Regions from separate parts of the Canis lupus genome. Here region 1 is linked to region 2. Evidence: chromatin contacts called from public Hi-C data. All regions are on one chromosome and are shown on one strand. Each heading gives the region's core, a stretch centred on a gene start, on an enhancer-like site or on the middle of the called end of the contact. The rest is flanking DNA. Distances are from core to core; before and after follow the strand shown.

The links. A called contact is a pair of places that touch in the nucleus more often than the background predicts.
Region 1: a Hi-C map of blood shows a contact between it and region 2, with 4 times the contacts expected there. The contact joins two enhancer-like sites. A contact is called at or near these places in 5 of 9 Hi-C or Micro-C datasets (amygdala and blood).

What each region holds. Positions count from the first base shown.
Region 1 is chr9:23,495,219-23,500,318 of UU_Cfam_GSD_1.0, reverse strand. No RefSeq gene overlaps it. Among named protein-coding and RNA genes, the nearest start is that of EPOP, 5.2 kb to the left of the region's middle. Within about 2 kb of position 3,553, at least 1 of the 20 cell types and tissues checked has an H3K27ac peak or open chromatin away from gene starts, as enhancers often do. A contact at or near this core is called in blood, where this site is marked.
Region 2 is chr9:23,457,296-23,462,447 of UU_Cfam_GSD_1.0, reverse strand. It overlaps MLLT6 (protein AF-17), which reads left to right. Exons shown (of 21, transcript XR_005364431.1): 19 at 4,147-4,203; 20 at 4,712-4,831. Among named protein-coding and RNA genes, the nearest start is that of PCGF2, 16 kb to the right of the region's middle. Within about 2 kb of position 2,072, at least 2 of the 20 cell types and tissues checked have an H3K27ac peak or open chromatin away from gene starts, as enhancers often do. A contact at or near this core is called in blood, where this site is marked.

The DNA.
Region 1 (5,100 bases), core at 2,304-4,803, 36 kb before region 2:
TGTAGCCAACCACATTTGGGTTGTTTCCACTTCTCAGTTATTACGAATAATACTGTTATGGACATTGGCATACAATTCTTCATGTGGACATATGTTTTCATGTTAAGAGAGGAATTGCCAGGTCATATGGTAAATTTATATTAACTTTTTAAGAAACTGCCAAACTGGGAAAAGTAGGGGTACCTGGATGGCTTAGTGGTTGAGTGTCTGCCTTTGGCTCAGGTCAGGACCCCAGGGTCCTGTGATCGAGTCCTGCATTAGCCTTCCCACAGGGAGCCTGCTTCTCCTTCAGCCTATGTCTCTGCCTCTCTCTGTGTATCTCTCATGAATAAATAAATAATTAAATAATTAAATAATTAAATAAAATCTTAAAAAAAAAACTAAGGGCAGAGATTTTTAGGTGACTTTCACAAGTCACCTAAAATCACAAGATTTTTAGGTCACTGCTAGCTGGTGTCAGAGCCAAGACTCAAACCCAGGCAGCAGGGTCCCAAGACCATGCTCCCAATCTAAATCTACTCCATGGCAATGAATCTAAGAAAGAACCCATTCCTTGATGCACTGCAAGCTAGCCACCACCACTTTTGTACATCTCACTTCCAGAATTCTCTAAATTAGACTCTGTTCTCACCCAGCAGTGCTGCCTCCCCCTGTAACCACAAGCACACTTTGCTCTACCTTCTCTGGAAATTTGTAACCATGATTTTTTAAAAGATTTTTTTCTAAAGATTTTATTTATTTATTCATGAGAGACACAGAGAGAGAGGCAGAGACACAGGCAGAGAGAGAAACAGGCTCCATGCAGGGAGGCCGACATGGGACTCGATCCCGGGTCTCCAGAATCAGGCCCTGGGCTGAAGGCGGCGCTAAACAGCTGAGCCACCCAGGCTGCCCTGTAACCATGATTAATAGCTTAAGTTCTGGACTCAGATGGTCTGTTCATATTCCTGACTCATCATTTTACCAGCTGTGTAATTCAGGGGCAAGTTACTTAACCTCTGCTTTAGTTTCTTCATCTGTAAAATAGAAATAGCATCTTCCTTCAAGCAATTTAAAAAGTGCTTTATTATGGAAATTTTCAAACCCATACAAAATAAACAGAGGAGCATAATAAACTTCCATGTACCCAACATCCAGCTTCAACACTTATCAACTCAGCCAACCTTGTTTCATCCTTACCCCATCCACTTCCTACCCTACTCCCATTTTTAAAAATCAACTTTACTGGCGTATGATTTACATACAATAAACGTACATTTTAAGTGCCCAGTTCAAAGAGTTTTCTTTTTTCTTTTTTCAAAGAATTTTCATGAATGAATGTAAACACTACAATTAAGGTATAGAACATACCCCATATTGCCTTGAAGCAAATCTCAGATATCATACAATTTCATTCCTAAATATTTCAATTCACATTTCTACAACATAAGGACTCTTTGGAAGTAAACATAACCCCAATGCTATCAAATCTAAAAGGAACTAGAGGATAAAAAGAATTAATGCTCAACCTTTAATATCATCAAATAGCCAGCCAGCGTTCAAGTTTCTAATTATTTTATAATATTTTTTTCTTTATAATTTGCCTTTTTTTTAAAGATTCTGTTTATTTATTCATGAGAGACACAGAGACACAGACAGAGGCAGAGACACAGGCAGAGGGAGAAGCAGGCCCCATGCAAGGAGCCCGACGTGGGACTCAATCCCAGGTCTCCAGGATCAGGCCCTGGGCTGAAGGCGGCGCTAAACCTCTGAGCCATCGGGCTGCCCATAATTTGCCTTATTTGAATTAGAATCCAAAGAAGGATTTCAAGTGGCTGATGTTTCTCTTACTTCTAATTTAGAAATTCCTTCTTTAACTCTTTTTATTTTCTCCTTACAGTTTAGTCATTGAAGATATGAGGCTGTCATCTAGAATTCCCATGGTCTGGAATTTACTGATTGCATCCCCATTGCATCATTCAATCAAGCAACGTTTATTCAACAATATTTACTAAGCATCTACTATGTGCAGGATTGCCAAATGTAGCACAAAAAATAGAGAACACACTTAGGCTAGAAAAATTATTTTTTAAAGACTTTATTTCTTTATTCATGAGAGACACAGAGACATAGGCGGAGGGAGAAGCAGGCTCCCTGTGGGGAACCTGATGTGGGACTAGATTGCAGGACCTCAGGATCATGACATGAGCCAAAGGCAGATGCTCAACCACTGAACCACCCAGGTGCTCATAGAAAAATTATTTTCTCTCTGTAATTCAAATTTAACCAGACGTCCTGTGTGTCTATCATCTAGCAACCCTACCTGTGTGCCTATCTAGTGTTAGAGGCACAGCAGTGAGCAAGGCGGACAGCTCCTTGCCCTCAGAGAGTTTACATTCTAGTAAACTAGGGGAAGCCAGGGAATGTACAAACAGACAGTACTCCTCCTGGGGATTCTGTGAGGATTAAATAAGAAACCCTTAATTTTAATGCCTGGTCTATTAGAAGCCCTTGATAAATGCCAGTGTTCTTGGCAATAAACTAGCCTTTCTCCTTTCTGTTTCTTTCCTTTTCCCACCCCTGCTCCACATCAAACCTGAGAATTATCCCAGGCTTGCCCTCCTGCTGCTCTACTTCCTCCACATATCTTTTTTTTTAATTTTTTAATTACTCACACCCCAGAGAGAGAGGCAGAGACATAGGCAGAGGGAGAAGCAGGCTTCATGCACCGGGAGCCCGACGTGGGATTCGATCCTGGGTCTCCAGGAGCACGCCCTGGGCCAAAGGCTGGCGCTAAACCGTTGGGCCACCCAGGGATCCCTTCCTCCATATATCTATAGGTACTTCATTCGTCTAGTCACTCCACAGTCACTGAGCACCCTCCACCCCTTGTAGCAAGCCCCAGGCCAGGCCGTGGGTACTCAGAGTTGATTGGGGACGCAGCTGATTGGGGAGATGGACATTACAGGCTAATTTGAGAAGGAGCAACAGGAGGATGACCATGGTCCTTGGAACGGTCAAGTCAGAGTAACTATATGAAAGAGAAGTCTTTTCAGAGAAGGTGATCTCCCACGTAGGTTCTAAAGGATGAACAGGAATGCCAAAGGAAGCATGAGACAATAATTCCAACCCAGGAAACATTATGGGTAAGGAACAGAGGCAAGCAAGTGCCTGTCCCATGTGCTGCCAACTAGCAGCCATCAACATCTCTTTCTGTTAAGTAGAGGGGGCGCCCTGGCATCACTCCCGGCACATCCGCCTTCTGAGTCATCCCTTATCTTTCTCACACAGGCAACTCCATCAGCACGTCTCTCCCATTAAAGAGCCTGGTCTTCCCTTGACCCCATAGGCTCTAGCCCCCATCCCTCTGTCCTCCCCTTCACAGCCCAACTTCCCCCCAAGAGCTGTCTACACACTGTCTTCCGTTTCTCACTTCCCACTTGCTCCTCAACCCACTTCCATCTGCTTCCACCCCCACCCACCACCGAAATAGCTCTTGCTGAGGTCCCAGTGGCGTCCATCTCATCAAAACTGGCAAGCTCTTGCCAGTTCTCTCGTCTTGACCTCTCAACAACATCCACATGATTGGCCACTTCCTCTTTCTAGGAACCTTCTATAGTCCTTCACCTCCCGGGCACTGCTTTCCTGCTGTCCTGCCTCGCTGGCTGCTCCTTCGAGGTATGGGCGCAGGCTCATTCTCCCCACCTCAGCCCAAACGTCAAGGCTCTGTCCAGAATTTCTCTCTTTTTTTCCTCTGGACCTTCTTCTGTGCCCACTCCACAATCAGCATCCATCCACCGGGGGGCTCAGCCAGACACCTCTCTTCTCAGCTCTGACCAAGACATTCCACTGCCCACCCAGCCTCTAGCTCAAGTGTCCCAAAAGCCCAGCAATATCAACCTGTCCCAGATCATCAGCAACCCGCCTCCACTGCTCCCCCACCCGGTTCCACTTCCAGGGAAACGTGTCCCAGTGTATGACTCTTCTATCTACCCACTTCCACAGCCAGAAACCCTGGGGTCATCCTGGCACCTCCAAGCCAATGCTTCACCAAGTCACATGGCCATGTCTGTTTCTGCCTACCTCTACTCCACCTACGCTGGCAGAACCCCCACATCTCACCATGCCCTCTACGTAGTCACCAGTTATCTTTCTAAGCCACAGATTGGATTGTGTTACCCCTTGCTCAAAACCTTTTAATAGCTTCCCACTGCTTTCCAGATGCAGAGTGAAATAATTGATTTGGCTCACAGGCAGGATTACCTGAGTCTGACAACCCTATCCACTGGTCCTCCTGGGAAGAGGGGATGAGTACCCTCACCTTCCACCTCCCACCTCCCTGTGCCATCGTCTATCCCTTCAGCCACCTAGACCTCCTCTAGTACCTAAAGCAACAAGCTCCCTCCACTCCTCCCCCCTTAGCACATACTGTTCCGTCCAACTGCAAACTTTCCCCCCCACCTGCCTTCACAGGTACCTGGCCAATATCTGCTCCCATTCAGAGCTTCACTAAATCATTTTTTCCTCAAAGAAAACCTTTCCCACTCCTCCAAACCCTGACCAGGTCAGCTTCCATCTTTATCCCCCCTCAAAACCTATGTATCTTCTTTCAAATCATTTTCACCCATTTGTCACTATTTATTCATTACTGTGATTAACATTATTCACCTCTCCCCTACCACGCTCTGTTTCACGTAGACAGGAAGCACATTAGACTTTGCCTTAGCTCAGTGTTTAACACATCCCTGGCTCTCAAATACATTTTAAAAATCTTTTTTATGCTTTTTAAAGATTTTATTTATTTACTTGACAGAGAGAGAGCGTGCAAGCAGGGGGAGTTGGCAGGCAGAGGGAGATGGAGAAGCAGGGTCTCCTCAGAGCAGGGAGCCCAGTGTGGGACTTAATCCGAGGACCCTGGGATCATGACCTGAGCCAAAGGCAGACACTTAACTGGCTGAGCCACTCAGGCACTCCTAAAAATCTTTTTAATTATGCACATCTGTAACCTAGAGAAAAGCAGAGAACAGTAAAATAAACCCTTATATACCCATTATCTAGATGGGCAATTATGTTAATAATTATTAACATTTTGCATATTTATCATGTTTGCTGAAATATTTT
Region 2 (5,152 bases), core at 823-3,322:
AAGAGATCCCTGGGACTGTCTCCCTGGTACCCCTCCCCCGCCCCCCCAACAACGGTTACAAGCTGAGCTTGTAAAAGCCCACAGACTAGGGAGCTGAGGAAGGGGCAGCAGGGCCTCAGATTTAGCCTGAGCCTCCCCACCTGTCGAGAGCCCCCAGGTGACTGGCTGGGGGAGCGCAGGGGGAGGAGGCCCAGCCCCCTGGGGCCCTGCCCCTTGTTTGCACTATTGGATTTAGGAGTGCGGAGGGTGGGAAGATGGAGCTGCCTGACTCAGAGAGCGTGTGTGCTTGTGTGTCCGTGTGTGTGTGTGTGTGTGTGTGTGTGTCTGTCTGTCTGTCTGACTGACTCCCCCTGGGCCTGGGGCCGCCGAGGGCAGGGATAGGAGCAGTGCTCAGATGAGGCAGCACCAGAAGGGGGCTCCCAACTTTTGTTTGCACCCTCCCCACCTCACCAACTTTGGTCCCTTTCTGGGGCGTGAATGGTTAACAAAAACCAGAACAGTACTCCACTATTGGAGAGTAATGGGGGCTGGGGGCTTTGAATCAGGGTAATATCCTGCCTTCCCTCCCCCAGACCCCACTTGGCCTCACTGCCCCCTTCAGAGCTCTCATTCCCCCACTGATAGCTGGTCCTGCCTCACTGGCACAGGGGGAGTCCCAAGGATCTGGGGGATGGGGCAGGGGTGGGGGGTAAAGTGCCACGTCCTTCAGCAGAGAAAACCTCCTTCCCAGGATTAGCCAGCTTGCTTCCCTGGCACCCTATTCCCGCCCCGACCAACCATGGGAGCCAGGAGCCTTCACTTGAGCTGACCTGACAGCCATCCCTTCCCCCACCAGCTATTTCCCCAGGGTGGAGGGGGCAGTTCTCACCTAAAAGAGCCCCCACCTGCTCAGAGCCTTTGGTGGCAAAGGCCGAGGGGCCAGTAGGGCAGCCAGGAGAGTGGTGGGGGGAAGCCTGTGTCTCTGTTTCAGTTGCACTGGGGTTGGAGCCAGGAGAAGGCGTTTCCAGCTTTCCCTGATGCTCATGTCTCGTCAGTCTTTGCATGTGTGGATTTTTTGTGTGTGTTTCTGTTTGGGTTTTTGTTATTGTTGGTTTTTTTTTTTAAATAAAGAAAAGAAGATGTGTATATTTTTGGCAACGACAGAAACGTAGTGCAGATATATTTTTGCCTGTGCTGCTCAACTGGTTTTTTTCTGATACTGAAAATAATATTAATATTCCTGTTGATAAGACTTTGTAAGATGTTAGGGAGCTGATAAAGGAGGGGGTGGGTGGGAATCCTTCAGAGGCAATTTCTTAGGCACTTGCAAGGGCTTGGGGGTGGGGGGAAGGCAGTTGTGATGACCTCAGAAATACTCACTTTTTATTAAGGCTAAATATCAATTAGAAAGAAATGATAGGATTCAGCATTTTATTCATCTTCATCTATTAAGCTCTCTAATTCCCTGCCCCCAAACCACTGAAAATAACCTTCAGAGATTCTTAGAAGAGTTGCTCATTCACACTCACACCCACTAGGAGCTGAAGTCAACTTCTGTTCTGGATGCTGAGGGAAGCCAGTCCACTCCAAGGTTGCTGTGGCAGAGAGCGAGGGGTCCCTAGGATTTAGTGCACTGGAACCAAGACCTCCCCCTCCCTCCCAGCACCCGAGAGCCTGGGGTTCTCATCTCCAAGAGCCTATGTTTTTTTCAGCTTTCCCCAGGCTGGGGTGCAGCAGCAGGTAGGTTAGGTTAGATTAGAAGGGACCCAGGCTGGGTATGAATCGCTGCTGTCCCTCTATTTCTGCCAGGGGGCAGGGCGTGAGAGAAGTAGTGCATTTCCTTCTTCAGAGGGAGCTTTATAATAGGAAAGTTCTAGAGATCTGGATCCCAATGCAGGGGAATGGCTATTACTGACCTCACCCTCCTTTCCCATCCCCTGTTCCTTTTTTTTCAAGGACGAATTTGGATGGGGAATGGGAAAAAATACAGATTTGTAGGTCTCTCTGCCTAGCAGAGAGAAAGGATGTGGTTTGCAGGACGGAAATTGAGTCTGAAAATGCATGAGAGGAGCTTCGTGTGTAAGCACGCTCAGCGTGGAGGTGTGAGGGGTGTGCATGCAGAACCCCTGTCTGGCTTTGAGGTCACGACTGGTGCATGAATATCAGAGCTGGAAGGGACTTGTCTTTAGGGGTGGTTGGAAACCGGTTCCTTGCTTCACAGGTGATAGCTCCAAGCCTAGGAGGGGCAGGGGCTCGGGGCAGAGCCAGGACCAGCCCTCAGGACCCTGGCCTCCTGGTCCTGGGCTCTCTCGCCCCCCACTGCACCACCTCCATGTGGCTGTCTGTCTGTCCCTGTGGGGGGGGGGGGGCTGGGCTTGGCCCTGGGGTGGGAGGGTGTCTATGTAGCACTGATAGTCTTAGCTCAGAGCTGATGGATCCTCTCCGTAGACAATGACACTTTAAAGATTGCTTTTTTTTTTTTTTTTTTTTAAGTTTTTTCCTATTTGTGTGTGTCTTTCCCCTCAGGCTCCTGGGTCTCCCACTGCCTCCTGGTGCTCTAACCTTGAGGCTGAGAGCTCCCCACCCATGCCTATACTGAGTTCCAGGGAAGGGCCTGGACGAGTGAGGGGATACAGAGCCAGGGGTGAGCTCTGAGAAAGGGTAACCTCCACATTTTCCTTTCATCCAAACTGGAAATGCAGACAACTTTTCAAAGGCACAGGCTCCCTTGGCCAACTTCCAGCATCTTCTTGGTGTGTGCAGTGGGCCAAAGTTAGGAGTAGGCAGCTTGCTCCCAATTGTCCTTTATCTCAATTTATTTTTCCCCAGGGAGAGGTGCCTAGAGGGATTAAGGTGACTTTGGTGGGGAATTTGGAGGAAGTGGGGCACAATACCCTGGCTCCCTCCAGTCACATCAATCCAGATTCAAAGTGTGTCTAGCTTCCAACCACTTTGACTTGATCTACTGAAAAGTTGGGGACTGAGGGGTGCCTTCATTGCCCTTTGTTCACTTCCTCCAGCCCAACTTGGGACTCAGGTGGCAGGACTGGAGACCCAAATCCTGACTCCCAGCCCTGTTCCCTCCTAGCCATCCCAGCCTGTCTCAATGTAGCAGACCCTTCCTAGGGGAGCAGGGAGGGGAAGCCAGAGTTTGCAAACCCAGGGGCTCCTTTTACATTCTTTCTAGAACCTCCTTTATATCCTCAGCCCAAAAGGCAATGCCCCCCTCCTTTCACTTCCAAGCCTGGAATTGTGCATAACCCGGATCTTGTATCTTTGTATAACGGATGTTATTTGTACGAAGGGCAGTTCGTAAACAGCACTTGTTCTTTTAATAAAAGAATGTTTTACAAAAAAAAAAAAAAAAATCCAAAGACCCCTGCTTTGTCTGGCTTTACTGAAGGGGAAGGCGGGGGAGTGCCAACTGTGGGAGCCTGGGGAGGGGCTGCGGCTGGTGGTCTGTCGTATTTCTAGAAGCACTCGTAATAGTTCACAGAGCGGTAAGCGCAAGCCCCCCAGGTTCCTGAGGAAGACTCCGATACCTGTGCCCGGCGGGAATCCGTTCGCAACGCGAGCCCCCGGGCGAGGACGTGGAGCCGCCGGCTCCCGGGAGGTCCCCGCCCACACGCGGCGGCGAGGCTACGGGAGCACGGCCCGGACGGCCCCCGCGCAGCCCTCCCCCTTCCCCGGGGCCGGCCACCGCGCAGGCCCGGCCCCCACCGCGCGGAGCCCCGGGGCGTCTTCCGGGCCGCGGCAGGCTGGGCCGGCCCGTTGGGCGGGAGCGGGCGGTGACCCGGGCGCGGGGCGGAGCCGGCGGGGCGCGGCGCGGCGGCGGGGACCGGCATGAGTGGCGTGGGGGCGGCCGTGCGGCCTGCGGCCTGGGTGAGCACCTCGGCCCCGCGCCCCAGCCCCGTCCGTCCCCCGCTGAGCGCCCCCGAGTCCCGCCTCGCCCGCTGCCGCGCAGCCCTCCCTCGCCGCGCCGGGCGGGATGCAGCCAGCACCTCCCAGCAACTCCACTTCCTGTCTGTGACCCTCTTTTTCTTACCCTCTGCTTTCTCCTACGCCCCGAATCCCTGGCGTCTCTTCCCTCCCAGATGACTTCCCTCTGGAATTCCAACGCTTTCCACTGATTTTTTTTTTCCCTCCGCTTCCAAACCGCCTGGCTAGTCACGCCTGCATACCTTTCAGAGGCTGAGCCAGAGGCGCGACCTCTCCTCCTGGCTGGTAAGTACCCCTTTCCCCTTCCCTTCCCCCAAGTCCCCCCGGCCCAGAGACCCCCAAAGGTAGAGACCAGAGAAGAAACGAGAAACGGTCAGCTCTGCTTCCCCACTCCAACCTCAGAATGCCCTGCCTCTATCCAGCTCCCTTCCCCGATGGCTCAGGGGAGGTAGAGTGACCAGGGGGCACAGGGCAGGGAGCCAGGCTTCCCGGCTGGGAATGGCAGTGCCTGACAAACACAGCCCCAGGCTGCCAGGATCCTGGACTCCCACCTGGGGAAAGCAGCTGGGCACCCCAGAAACTAGAATGCCTGCATGGGCTTGAAATCTCTTCCCTGTCTGGAGCTCAGGGTCCTGTCCTGGGGGAATGTCTTTGTGGAGTGGCATCAAATCAGCCTCCTGCAGAGGAAGCCTGCCATAAGCCAGAGCCACAGGGAACCTGGACAAGTCCATAGGCTGGAAGTTGCTTCCAGGACATGGGCTGACCCCAAGCCCTTCGTCTTCCCTTGCCACAGAGCCGATGGTTCCCTAAAACCCCAGCCAAGTCTGTGGTGGCCCTGAAAGCGCCCATCAAGGTGGAGTTGGTAGCTGGGAAAACCTACAGATGGTGTGTGTGTGGGCGCAGCAAGAAGCAGGTGAGAGACCCCTACCCGCCTCTCATTACCATAGGGCACCTCTGGTTGCCGAGACCTTCCTCTTTTCCCACACTTACCTGAAGTACAGGGGAGGTTGGGGGCGAAAGCATGCCCTCAAGCCAATGCCACCCACATCCCTGAACTCCCTTTTTTCTGTATCCACCATTTGAGATGAGGCCAGAGAGACAGAGAGACTCAGCCCCACAGCCAGGTGGCTGGAGCCCAGGGTTCTGGCCTCTACCCGTGTGCCCCCCTTGGAGCCCCGGCCTGGACTCTGCTCTGAGCCCTGAGAAGCTGGGTTGTCTTTCTCCCTTCTTCTGT